Regions from separate parts of the Mus musculus genome. Here region 1 is linked to region 2. Evidence: chromatin contacts called from public Hi-C data. All regions are on one chromosome and are shown on one strand. Each heading gives the region's core, a stretch centred on a gene start, on an enhancer-like site or on the middle of the called end of the contact. The rest is flanking DNA. Distances are from core to core; before and after follow the strand shown. Region 1 overlaps Tenm4 (teneurin transmembrane protein 4). Region 2 overlaps Tenm4 (teneurin transmembrane protein 4).

Region 1 (6,551 bases), core at 3,287-5,786, 280 kb after region 2:
GGATGGCTGAGGCAGAAGCACTTCAGAGCAGAATGAGAAACAGCGAAGGCTTTCCCCAGCATTCTTGTTAAAGTTAGCTAGTGATGTGTCAACAGATACCTAAGAGAACACCTTAAATGCAGCAGGTATTTGTTTTGGCTCACGGTTCTGAGGTGTCAGTCCAATGGATAATAGAGTCAATTGCAGAGGGCCTGTGGAAAGGCAGCACATCAGGGTGCAAGAGAGTGTGACAGAGCAAAGCTGTTTGCCTCTTAGTAACCAGGAGTAGAGTGAGACTCAGGGAGGGACTTGGGACAAAGACCCCAAGAACATGCCCTTCAGTGATGCGCTTTCTCTAGCTAGGGCCCCGCCTCCTGCAGTTTTCACCATCCCAATAGTATAGGAAATTATTATGATTCCATCAGTGGATCCAGCCATCAATTAGGTCAGAGTCCTTGTGATCCAGTCATCTTTTATTGATTAGGTCCACCAACTAAGGACTGAGGCTTGGGCACATGTTTCTCTTAGGAAACACCTCCTATCCAAACCATAACACAGTTCACACATAGCCAAGAACCTAACACAATACCTGGCTAAACCACATATTCAGCAATTGATTTAACCAGGACAGTGGTTCTGACACTCTTATACTGCAAGTGTTATGACTTCATAAAGTGATAGAGCTATGAATAACCTCGGGGGTTCCTAAAGTGGGGATACACGCAAGCCTAGGCATTACCATTACCAGATTAAGTAGCATAAACACCATTTGCCTGTTGTCATAGGCAAAGATGATGAGAGACTCTTGCTATTGAGACTTGAGTGAGAGGGCAAAGAGCCATTGGGGTTTCTGATGGAAGAAGGGTCTCCAGCTATCCAGACAGAAAAGAAAGAGAATAGGACACCAACCATGAAAGCCAGAATCAGGCAGCTGAGAAAGAGATGGCAGCCTGATGCTCTCCCAGAATCCCCCAGGGCAGAGCAGTTTCTGCTTCTGACCATACAGAGTCTGAGCAAGACCAAGAAGGCCAAGAAGCTGGGTGCAGGGCAGCTACCACCTCTATGAGAAGTTGCTTCTTACCAGTGCTAGACAATTTGAAAGACTTCAGGAAGATGTATTGACAAAATGACCACCCAGATGTGTGCTGAAGGCTCAGCTATTTGAATGTAGGTGGAGACTACATTTGAGGACCCTGGCTAGGTCTGAGAAACGATATGACATTGACAAGTCTTGCTGGTTGTCAGCTCACTCAGTCAGCACATAGCAGTGGGTAAGATGTTGCAAGACTCAGCTGATAGGACACGCTGAGCACAGAGGGGAACACCCAAAATAGTAAGAGGTATGCATGAAGCCATATGAATGTGTGCACATGTGTGTACATGACAGAATGTGTGTGACAGTGTGAGGAAGTGTGAGTGTGTGTGAAATGTGTATGCTTGTGTGTGTTTGTGGATGTGTGCATGGGTGTGTGTGTGTGTGTGTGTGTGTGTGTGTGTGTGTAACCAAGATGGGGAACAGATGAGTTTCCAGGGTCACCAGAAAACAGAGGACTTTAATGGAGCTGGGAAATAATTAGGGTGATATTCTTGGGGAGGCATGGTCTAATGTTTGAGGTCAAGATGGGCTTACCAAGTCAAGTAAAGGAACGTGGTTTGCACAAAGGGCCTGCAGGGGAAGGGAACACATGGTGAGGAAGGCCAGGAAGGGGATGGAAGGGCAGGGGTTCAGAAAGGTCACAAACTACATTCAAGCATCGTGTCTGAGTCAAGGCCCAAGGTCAACTTTGAGCACAGGGGAAACAACCAGCATGCCTCTCAGATTCCTGCTAAGCCTTTAAGTAGAACCCAACTTTTTCAGAAGTTTTAAATATGAGAGTTTACAAAAGGATAAGGTAGTGGGAAAACAGAAATGGTCATATATGTGACATCATATGCAGGTTATTCCAAACAAAAACCACACCCAAGTGTCAGTGCTACCAAGTCACAGGTGGGCATTCACTCCCCACCCCAGAGTCCTGCCCCCACTTCTGTCCCCAGGCCTCACACAACCAACCAAGACCCTCGAAGGGGCTGAGCAGTGAGGATCTTCTAATGAACTGCAGATAAACAGCAGCTTCCTGACAGCTGGCCTCTGAGTGGATTTATTATTGAATTACACTCCTGCACTTTCAAAACAAGCTGAGCTGACAGGCTACCCCATCAGTTACCAAAAAGGGAAGGAAAAAAAAAAAAAGGAAAGAAAGACATTGATGAATTACCTACTGGAAGATGGAAAAAGATAAAGATCCTGCTTCCTCCAAAATGTCAGCCGTAATATATTATTCATGTTGGTTTTTAAAAATCCCTCCCCACATTGAAATGAATGTTTATGATGATAAAGCAACAAGGTGGATTCAATTGAGGATGCAGGCAGCGGCGTCTCACATCATCCTGACGAGCAGCTAACAACTCCTCCTCGGCCACTTGATCATCCCTTTATTGATTTCAAAAGGAATTACCATCTCTGTTTGCTTTGCAGCTTAAGCATGCTCCTCCTTGTCCATCACGGGAAGCATTAGCACAGGACGATATGGTGATGCAAAGACTATCTAGTGCATAGAGAGAAGGGACCTAGATCAAGGTCTGGGACAAGTGAGACAAGTGACCTTGGACAGAGGAGACTCACTCTGAAGTTTCTGATTGCCACTGGGTTGTTTTAAAGAGTCAATGAGATAAAATACCCAGATACTTGTATACAGAAACAACACAAGACATTCACCAATGGTATGTTCTTTGTCAGGCATTGCTAGGAATACTTTCCATAAGTCATGATGGGTTTAGTTCTCCACTCCCAGCTTCCAAAACAGCGCAGAAGGGCTCAGTTGGTGGCTCCTTCTTTAAAACTTGAAGAACCAAGGCACAGCCCAATCACTAAGCCAAAGGTCATAGACTTGTAAATAGTAGAAGCATCAGTTCTTCACTGCATCATGCGTGTTCCAAGTTCAGCATCTTCAGTTCCTCTTCAGCAAGATGTTGCTACCCTCCACATCTCCAACTGGCTCTAACCATCTCTTTAACATAGCACGACACACAAAGAGGCTTCACGCTACAGAGCACTGGCTCAGAGTAACCTGGGCTGGGCTGGGAGCCCAGCCTCCTCTAAAAGCAGTATGACTATAGACACATCTCTTACAGACTTTGGATAAATTGTGGTTGGTGCTGAAAAAAATCTCATTCAATCAACAGGAGCTGACAGAAGACAGTTTAAGGTTTCGTACAAGTCAGGCTTATAAATCCACTTAAAGCACCTTGTGAGGTGAGGTGATTTACATAACCACCAGCAGCAGCAGCAGCAACAGCAGCACAGAGCTGCAAACACTAGTAGGCAGGGAAAACGTACACTTAGAATTTGCTACCTAGATCCCTAATGATTTCTCCCATGCCCTGAATGCCAGCTGTTTTCATTAAATAACCAAAAAGGAAAGAAGTTGCAGACTCTCTCCCTCCACTTAGCATTTCCTTTACCTGTTTATACACTATACCTCAAACAGTAACTTAAAACCTAATGATTTCTGGCATTTTTGTTAATTTTATTTTTCAAACAAGTTATGCAAGCAGAAGCCAAGTGAACTATCCAGGGGCAGAAATTGCCCACCTTGGGAAGAAGTTTCAGCTCTCAGCCTGGGGTCTCTAACCACAACCCTATCAAGATCAAGTGGCTTCAGGGTCTCAGACACTACCTCACCTTCTGTAAGAGAAGCATCTCATATCATGATTCAGTAAATAATTTATTAAAAGCTTATGCCACGCCATGCATTCAAATTCTAGGACAAACAGCCCCTTGGACGATATTTTCCTTTGCCTACTGAAAATGAACATCAGCCATGCTCAGTGCTGGGAAAAAGAGCTTGAGGGAAATGTGGCTAGTCCCATCCACGTGGAGTAGAATCCACTTTGGGAATAAGATTGTCTTAATTGTGTGACTCATTTTCTACAGAAGTATCCCCGAGAGGCAGGAATGGTGGCCACTGCTTGGTAAATGCTGTGGCTGAATCTGAAAGGTGAGCAGGCACATTTCTAGTACACAAGGTCTGTGGAAGACAGCAAGAATAGCTCAGAGGCAAGAACATGCATGCTATGAACCTCATTAAGATGAAAGCCCCCTGGTCTGAAGGCTGTGTGAACTGTTTGCATAGTGCCAGGTAAAAAATGATCAAAACTCTTTGAGAAAGCACAAGTTGAAGCTCTTGAGAGTTCTGTTGGATTCTGTTTTACACTAGATCGAGAAAAACCTCAGGACAGATAACGGATGAAGGGATGGAGGATCAGAGGTGGGTGGCTCTCCAGAATCGCCTAGATCCGAGTCAGAACAAGGAGCTGTGACTTCCCAACCTCGGCTCTTTCTGCTGCTTTCCCCGAGTGGCATCGAGGTCGAGGCTGCTTTTTTTGATCTGCTCGCTTCTGTTTCGAGGGAGGGCTGGGTAGCAATCCATCTGCTGTCTCTCCGGCAGACTCTTCTCTTTCCAAAGCCTGGCCTCTGGCCTCAGGAAGCAATCAGGCAGATCGTCTAGTCACCAGCAAGGGCACCTTGTTCAGGCTCTGAGTGTATCGTTGCGCTAATGCCAGTATATGTGACACCACCCCAGCTGGCCTGGCAGGAGCACTGCCTCCTGGCAGGGTTCACCCAGCCTAATTGCTTGTTTTGTGTCCCAGCTGCCTGACATATGCTAATTCCATGTGTTGACACTCTGATAACAGGGACAAACACACTAAGGCATTTCAAAATGGCTTTTGTGAGCTCTAGCAAGTAATCAAGGACTGGGATTTATAACTCTAGCAGCCAGCAGTGCCGGCTCATCGAAGGTACCTGGGATTTCTGTGACTGTAGACACATGACACAACAGTCACAGTAAGGATTCGTACGTGAGAAACTAGGCTTAGCCAATTATGTTCATCTCTGGGTGACCTTGAGCAAATATTTTCTCCGTGGGTTTCAAGTTCTTAGCTGCAGCCCCTGCTTGCTCTATATACTAGGAGTGAGTCAGCCCCAGGCATGTGAGATGGCTTTGTAAATGTGAGTGGTGTAATTGTGGGACCATCAAAGCCACAGAGAGATGCTTTTAAGTATAGAGGAGCCCAGAGGAAAGGGTGATTAATTGTAACAGGAAGAGCTGGTGACAGCTTTCCTGAAGTGCTGACAGTGGGAGTCATTCTAAGGATGACTAGGAAATAATACCTCCTCTCTCCATCATCCCAAGAAAGTGACCAAGGAGAAAACAAGAGCCATTGTCCCAGTTTGCTTTCTATTGCTCTTATAAAACACCATGGCTGAAAGCAACTTGGGGAGGAAAGGGTTTGTCTGGTTTACACGTCCTGGTCATAGTCTATCATGAATGGTTTGGGGACAGGACTCAAGGCAGGAGCTGAAGCAGAGACCATGAAGGAATGCTGCTTGCTTGCTTGTTCTCCATGGCTTGCTCAACTTGCTTTCTTATACAACCCGGGATCACCTGTCTGCAGTGGTCTGGACCCTCCCACATCAACCATTAATCATGAAAATGCCCTCACAGACTTGCCTGTAGGCCAATCTGAAGGAAGCATATTTTCAATTGAGATTCTGTCTTCCAAGATGCCCCCAGTTCATATCCAATTGGAAAAAAAAAATAACTAACACATGCATCATACATACATATAGGACTGGGATATAGAGAAACCCCCCAGAGAGTGACTAGGATTCTCACCCTGGTCAGTGGTTCTCGCCGTAACACCAAACCTGGCCTTTAGTATGAGGAGTGACCCAGGGGAATGAAAGCACCAACTCATTTGAGCTCATTAGAACTGATTATTAAATATTTAGAAATTTGGTAAGCTGGTTGCTAAACAGCAAAAGCTATTCTTCCAGAGGACCTAGGTTTGATTTCCAGTACCCACATGATGGCTCACAACAGTCTGTAACTCTAGTCCCAAGGGATCCCATGCCCTCTCCTGACCTCCATGTGCACCAGGCATGCATGTGGTACACAGACATGCATACGGGAAAAACACTCATATGTGTAAAATAAGATTTTCGATTTAAAATTTAAAAACTAAGCTATATGAAATTGAAACGATATTAAAAGGTTATAAATAACTCAAAACCTGTCACTTCCTAAGTATTTTATTATATTTTATAATTATCATTGCTTTTGAACTTGTCTGAGACTAATATATCTCTGAGATAGAAATATCACATACTCGCATTCCATTATGCACCTCTTCCCAACTTTGTATCCAGCAGCATACAGTTGGTAGCTTGAATTTGTCCATGATGGGAGTATTTACACCATAGGAAAGGGTAACTATCAAAGATTGCAACCACCTCTCTCCCTCGCCCTCTCACTTTCCTACTCCCTCTCTCTCGGTTTCTCGTCTATCCTTAAGCATTTACCAACATCTCACTGGTAGTATCTGTTGAATAACTGCATAGAGAAAACAATCGCTGGGAAACCTGCCTAGCACGCACATCTTTTCAAACCTCCCTTGACGAAAGCACACGGCATGGAGCATAGACAGAGACCACCACAAAGTGACTTCCCCATCTCCTTTGCTCCAGG
Region 2 (6,813 bases), core at 2,354-4,853:
CCTGTCCAGCCGGGCCAACTCCAACCTCACACTCACGGACACGGAGCATGAGAACACAGAAACCGGTGAGTGGCTCACCTGGCCCGTTGGTTACACGGGGTTACCAGGGCATGGTTTTAATTATAATATTGATTTCCTGCTCCATCACTAGAGCCCTGGTGAAGCTGATGAAAAATTGCTTTGCTCTCAGTGGGCAAAAGTCAGAGCCTTTTGCAGTGTCACATGAAATACCCACCCATCAGTGACATGTCAGAGAGGGGTCACTGCACTTTTAGTCCAGACTGGGGCAGGGCTAAAGGGCTGGGTTATTACTTACAAGGTAAGGGAACAGAGGGCTGCAGATGTTGCTAGCCGCCCCCCTATAGAGCTGTTTCCTGTGGAGTCCAGAGGGACCCGATCTGCTCTGAGTCTCTCTAGTGTCCAGTTGCTCAGCAGTCCTATGCAATCTCCTGTCCTATTCCATGCCTTCGGTTGCTCAGGAGGATTATGGACCAAGATTTTCAAATGGGAGCAACTTGGCATTTGGGGTGTAGGGGAGATAGAGGTCAAGGGCTCCAAAGTTCCAGTTAGGAGGAAGAAGCTTACATGACTGTACGTGTGAGGTGTCCAGGAACCGAAAGTCTTGGGGTCAGGAAATGTGTGGCATAGAAACGTGCTGCATAAACACCACCTGGTTTGCCCTGCCAGGTCAGCCCTGTGGAGGGGTCCACTGTGGACCAATGCTGGGGCCTTGGAGAGACTGGCAGAGCCTAAAACAGTCCCACCTGGGGAGATCTGCTTCTGAGAAGCTCGGCCGAGAATGTGTGTTCATTACTGTAACTGGCAGGGCAACACTGGAGATTGTTTTTAACTCAGAATGAGGAAAGCCAGCCAGGTGCCAGTGCCCCCTACTGGCTGCCAGCTCTAAATGCAAGAACCTGGATTTCCAGCCAGCATCTGGGTCAGGATGAGAGTTTAGCCCCCTTTAACAAGACAGCTCCAGCTGAGCTGCGAAGATCAAAGCCCAGATTAGAGACCAGACAGCTGACCAGGGTAGTCAGAACCTGGTAGAGGATTTCATCCCCTTAAAGAGCCAGCTGCGGCAGGATTCCAGGTGTCAGTTCTACTCTCTGGACCCTCCGAGTTCTTTGTAGGAGTTAAGGAGCGGCCAGGCCTAAGAACTAACTTGACAGAGTCACCCACTCCCTAATTCCAGGGAGGGTCCTGTGCCCTCAGCCCCTGTGGATCTTCCCTTCCACAGTTAATAACTTGTACACTTTCATCTGCCACCAAGGCCCAGGCTGAGCTAACAGCCCTGACTCTCCCTAACCCACTGTACACAGAAGCACAGCACAAGTTTAAACACTAGGGTCGCTCAGAGAAAATGAGGTCTGGTTGGAGGAACAGAAGTATCTACTCCACCACTGGCCTTGGGTATGGCATTGGCTATGTTGGTTTCTGGCCCTCACTCTCCCCACTTGGCGTTTAAAGGAAGGCCTCACCCCTCATTTTCTGAGCTCGTGGATTAGAAAAGGGAAAAGTCTTTTTTTTTTTTTTAATTAGGAAAGGGAAAGCGGTTTTTGCGACATTGCAGTGAGGAAACACGAAACACGCATCAACCAGTTTTTCTTGTGCAGGACTTCTCAGAGCCTTTAAAACATTAACAGGCATGCTGATGGATAAATCACCAGTATTTGTAGCACGCTTTGTAGTCTTTAACCACAGAACCCTTTATTCTCAGCTCATCAGGGAGGGGGCAGTGTTCTGATAGCTGCCTTCTGTAGCTTCAAGCCTTGTAGACCTGGGATTCTGGCCATCTAATATTGCTGTGCTGAGGACTGAGGTACAAGGGAGAGTACGAGGGATGGAGAGAGTTAATCACGGTTCCTGATTATCAATGCCCAAGCACGGCTGAGCACTCCAGCCACAGGAGCTCATTTACTGCCTCTTCAACTCTTTGAAGTCGATTTTATTACAACCATTGCACAGAAACAGGGAACACTGGCCACAAAAGCCAAGAAATCTGCCTGGCTCACATGCAGGATGGAGTTAGAACTCTGGCCCTTTTACCAATCTAAAATCTTAACTCTGTTAGCTTTAGTTACTGTGTTGAATTTTCTGTGTAGCAAAATACTAGGATTGCCTGTTCTTTTGAGGGCTTCTTGCTATGGTGCTAAAAGGATCACTTTCTATAAAGTCATGACAGAGCAAGACACGTATCGCCCACGTTACTGTATATCCCTGAGAGCTGAATTACAGCTGAATTAAGCCTCTGTTGGGGGGATAATGACATATGCCATGAGAATGCAGATAGTGGGGCCAGGAGGTTGGTTGCTGGTTCCCTGGCATGCCCCACCCCCTCTTTCCATCTCCACTCAGACTTTAACACTCCACTTAGAGCTCTAAGGCAGCTATACTCAGAGGAACCAGTCAGGCAAAGGAGTGGAAGGAGAGTTCAACAAAGGACCTCTAATTTCTGCATCTCTTTCAGGCTTGGACTCCCAAAGCAGACACCCTACAGGTTTCCATACTCTCTCGAGCCCTGACTCCATTGGGAAGTTTCCATTAATGGCTGTCTTACACTCCAGCCTGAATAAGGATGGCGATCATCAGAATGGCTTGCTATTATTCATTGATTGGGTTCATAGAATTGTTGCTTGGCCGAGGAAATTGAGGATCAGAGAAATGAAGGGCACAGTCCTGTGTGCCTGGCTGAATAGAGGGTAGGCCCTATCCAGAGAGTCTGTTCTCTCCAGGATCTTCTTCCTTCTCTCTTGCCTTCCCATCTGACCTCCCACCATCCCATCCTCTGCCACTCAACCATCCAGCCCTCTAGACCTGGTTCTGTCCATTTTCTCTGAGGAGTGCTTGGATCTCATCAGAGGAGGGATTGGATATACTGAATGTGTTAGCTAGTCATCCCATCACAGTGAGGCCACTGCTCAGGAACAAGGGAAATCAGTGCTTGCCAAGGGCCCCAGTACACACATGAGATAGCCTCTAATTCCCATAACACCGCAATGGCATTCCCATCCTCCAGACGGGAAAACAAACACTCCACAAACAAAAGTCAACTAGCACGACAGCAACTCTCAGCGTGTTGGCAAAGCTTTGATGGGAACGTGGACCTCTCTTGTTTGCTTCCATCTGAGTCACAGGGACTTTGGGATCTCTCCTTTGAGAACAGCAGCAATGTGAATCCTAGTTCTTAAGGGGGAACCGCCTGATGAATGTAAAGGGCTGAACCATAAACCCCTGTGACCTTCAGCCACAGAAACGTGCACTCCCCTTTCCCGGGTGGCCTTGCATTAGTCAGTAGTAATGGTCAACAGTATTGACAGCAGTGGGAGCTTTCTCTGAGGACACAGGGCTGCTGTGTGTAACTGTCATCAGTAATAACTTTTATAGGGACCATTAAAGCCAGTTTCTGTCCCTGAAAGTTAATGTCAGCCACTTTTATGTCAGTGTTTAATTGAAATAAATACAAAATTGACTGGCAGTATAAGCCCTCCTCCTCAGGACTGTCAGGCAGAGCTAGCCTGCAGGCCCCTCCTCCTAGAAGGCGAAGTCACCAACCTGGGGGGCAGTGAGGATTATCCAGCATGGCAGACACCCAGTAGGCATCCAATAAATGTTTTCCAAAGACAGAGGATGTGATCAGGGCTCCATCCCCAACACTGGGGCAGGATGGCAAAAATCTCTCTTGTGGATTCATGTGTCATTTGTTTTGTGATTGCTGAGTGTCCCTGGCATGGCAGGCATTATTCTAAAATGTAGTAAGCAGAGCAGCAGTGGGAGAAGTGGGAAGTCAGCCACCTGTACGTATAGCAGAGGCATCCCAGACTGGAAAAATCACTGACTTCAGAGGCCTGCCCCACCCCAACCCCACAGGAGATCTGGACCAAGTCCCAGCTGTTAAGCCTTGGACAACTTGGTTCACCTTTCTGAGACACAGAACCTGTGCTTTAAAAGCAACACACTAATAGTTATTAGAGATGGGTGAGGGGAGCGTAAGGCATGTGATGGTTTGTATGTGCTTGGCCCAGGGAATGGCACTATTAGAAGGTATGGCCTTGTTGGGGTAGGTGTATTACTGTGGGTGTGGACTTAAGACCCTCATCCTAGCTGCCTAGAAGTTAGTCTTCCACTAGCAACCTTCAGATGAAGATGTAGAACTCTCAGCTCTGCCTGCACCATGTCTGCCTAGATGCTGCCATGCTCTCACCTTGATGATAATGGACTGTACCTTTGAACCTGTGAGCCAGCCCCAGTTAAATGTTATCCGTTATATGACTTGTCTTGGTCATGGTGTCTGCTCACAGCAGTAAAACCCTAACTAAAACAAGGGATGATTGTTACTGGCTACAGAGCTCCAGTTGGGAGAATGAGGAGGTTCTGGAGATAAACAGAAATGATGGTCATTACAGTATTGCAAACATACTAACACTGCCGAGCAATGCTCTATAATAGGGCTCATCATTCAGTAATGTTAATCATCATAGTTCAAAACTATAAAATCTGAGGTCTGGGGTGATGGCTCAGTCAGTGAAGTGCTTGCCACATAAGCACAAAAACTTGACTCCATCCTTAGAACCAACATTTGAAAAAAAATGAACAGCCAGGGGCAGTGGCAAGCTTGTGATACCAGTGCTGGGGTCATGGATCCTTGGGTCTTGCTGGATACCCAGTATAGCCTAATTGGCAAATCCAAGACCAACCCTATCCCAAAAAGAAAAAAAAAATTAGGGAGACAGCGCCTCAGGAACCATACCCACAGTTGCCCTCTGGCTTCCACATGCGTGTGTACACACAGATTCATGTGAACCCATAAAAATATGTATGCACATACACATAGAAGATAAAAAATAATTAAAATTGAAAACATAAGATTTCATGCCAATTTTGAGGTGTTGCTAGCTCGTCCATCACTGGGAAAGTCCCTGTTCCGTGGGCCCTGAATTCAGGCAATCTGATCATGCCATTTGCTTAAAGGTCCACCTGAAGGAGCTACTCACTTTCCCTGCGTACGAGGAGGTCAGTCCTCTTCCTCACTCAGGTTCTGAACCTGGGTCTGGAGGGCTGTTATGATCTGATTGAGCGGGAAAGAGAGGGGTTCCCAGAGGAGCCCACTGCAGAGCCACACCTGGAGGCCTGAAGAGGCCTGGGTGGCCTCTCTGCTTTTATCCAAGGCGCCAACTTAGAAAATCACTTAGAAAATAAAATGAAAGAAATTCAGGTCTTCCCTCTGCTCCCCCATGATTATACAGTCTGGCATCAAAGAGGAAATGGTGAGTTAAGCTAATGAGGCACCAAGTCCACAGAACAGGCGGGTATCTCCAGGGCATGTGAAGAGAGCGCTTACCAAGTCGGCTTGCTTCACCCTCCACGCTCCCCGGCCCCAGACTCTTGAGAGTTATTCTTACCAAGATCTAGAAGAAAAACTGTCAGGAAGCTCGAAATGTTCAAAGTGCTGCAATTCAACCTACTGTCCAGAGAGACAGCACCTTCCAGAACAGGGAGTTGAGCCAGGTAACTGGGCTAGAGACTGAACAGTGCCTTCGGAGTTTGTCTCTTATTGGGCAGCTCACCATGTAACTCCTGGACACACTGTAAGCCCCCAAGTTCCCAACGAGGCTGAAAAAGAACAAACCTGGTTTAAGTCAGAGAATTTAGTAATAATGAGTTAGAAGAGACATTTTTGTTTTCATTTTCTAGGCAAGCACATTGATCTGGAGTTCAGTGACATGGTGAAGGGACGGCCACAGCCAAGACTTAAACCCAGGTGTGCCCCTTTCCATCATCATTGTCTTGCTTGGCAACTCCACTCCATGGTGTGCACTGTTTTGTAGAAACATGTGCTCGACTCATAAACTGTGAGGTCTGGGAAATAATTCTGGCTCTATCTAGGACATAAATTTCCTTGTCCATGTTAGAAACTTCCAGAAAAGCAAATGAACTTATAGCCTCTCCAATATGATCTGGATATAAAACAAACAAACAAACAAACAACAACAAAAATCAACCCAGGCCACTCTCAAACTGGGTCAAGCAAGAGAAAAAGTTTAAGAGGAAAGTCCAACTAGAAAGCATCTGAGAAGGCTCCGTGGAGGAGGCGCTGGACTCCAGGCCCTGAGGGTCAGGAGGAATTTAGCAGGTAAAGAAACTGAAAGCAGGGCATTCTGTGTGGACAGCCAGCAAGGGTGTCCCCAGAGGCTGTGCAGAATAGACATTCGAAAGTGTGTTGTACAGGAATCTGGGGATGGAGGGTGGGAAGATGTAAGACTGAGTCCAGCACTGTTCTGTACGATCTGGGGAATGTAGGAACCGTTCTTTCTGCTTCAAATGAGCGAGTTTATTAAGCTTGTAGCAAACAAAAGTAAAAGAACAAACAGCAAGTAGCTTATAGGTAACAAAACCGCATCAAAGCAGATGCTTTTAACATCCAGCAGGGACCAACGGAATGACCTGATTGAGAGAGAGATCAAATGCAGGTAACATCATCAAACTGGGCTTACAACATCCAGCAGCAAACGGCTGGGGAAGAATCGGTCTCGCTGGAGTTCCCATCAGGGAGCTTCTGGCTTCTTATGACAACCACACTTGTTTTCACATTGTAGGATAAACAATAGCAAAGTCTGTTAGGAATTGTTTGCCTTCTACGTGTTCTCAAGGACACCATGTTTTTACATCCTTTGGTCTTTGCTGTTTTTCCCTGTCCTTGTTACAAAGCCAATGAGTACCCTGACCCATGTCAGGATTTGGACGATGCTTGATATAAACAGGCTTGAGTCTGAGACAAGGGAAGACCTTCTTGATACCACAGTCCACTCTTGG

The links. A called contact is a pair of places that touch in the nucleus more often than the background predicts.
Region 1: a contact with region 2 is called in a Hi-C map of the N1E-115 cell line, with 2.4 times the contacts expected there. The contact joins two enhancer-like sites. A contact is called at or near these places in 4 of 484 Hi-C or Micro-C datasets (the N1E-115 cell line, cortical neurons and uterus).

The regions. Positions count from the first base shown.
Region 1 is chr7:96,828,180-96,834,730 of GRCm38.p6, forward strand. All of the region lies in intron 19 of Tenm4 (teneurin transmembrane protein 4), which reads left to right. Among named protein-coding and RNA genes, the nearest start is that of Gm15413, 30 kb to the left of the region's middle. Within about 2 kb of position 4,537, at least 54 of the 459 cell types and tissues checked have an H3K27ac peak or open chromatin away from gene starts, as enhancers often do. A contact at or near this core is called in the N1E-115 cell line, where this site is marked.
Region 2 is chr7:96,553,683-96,560,495 of GRCm38.p6, forward strand. It overlaps Tenm4 (teneurin transmembrane protein 4), which reads left to right. Exons shown (of 33, transcript NM_001310762.1): 6 at 1-65. Among named protein-coding and RNA genes, the nearest start is that of Gm15412, 220 kb to the left of the region's middle. Within about 2 kb of position 3,604, at least 4 of the 459 cell types and tissues checked have an H3K27ac peak or open chromatin away from gene starts, as enhancers often do. A contact at or near this core is called in the N1E-115 cell line, where this site is marked.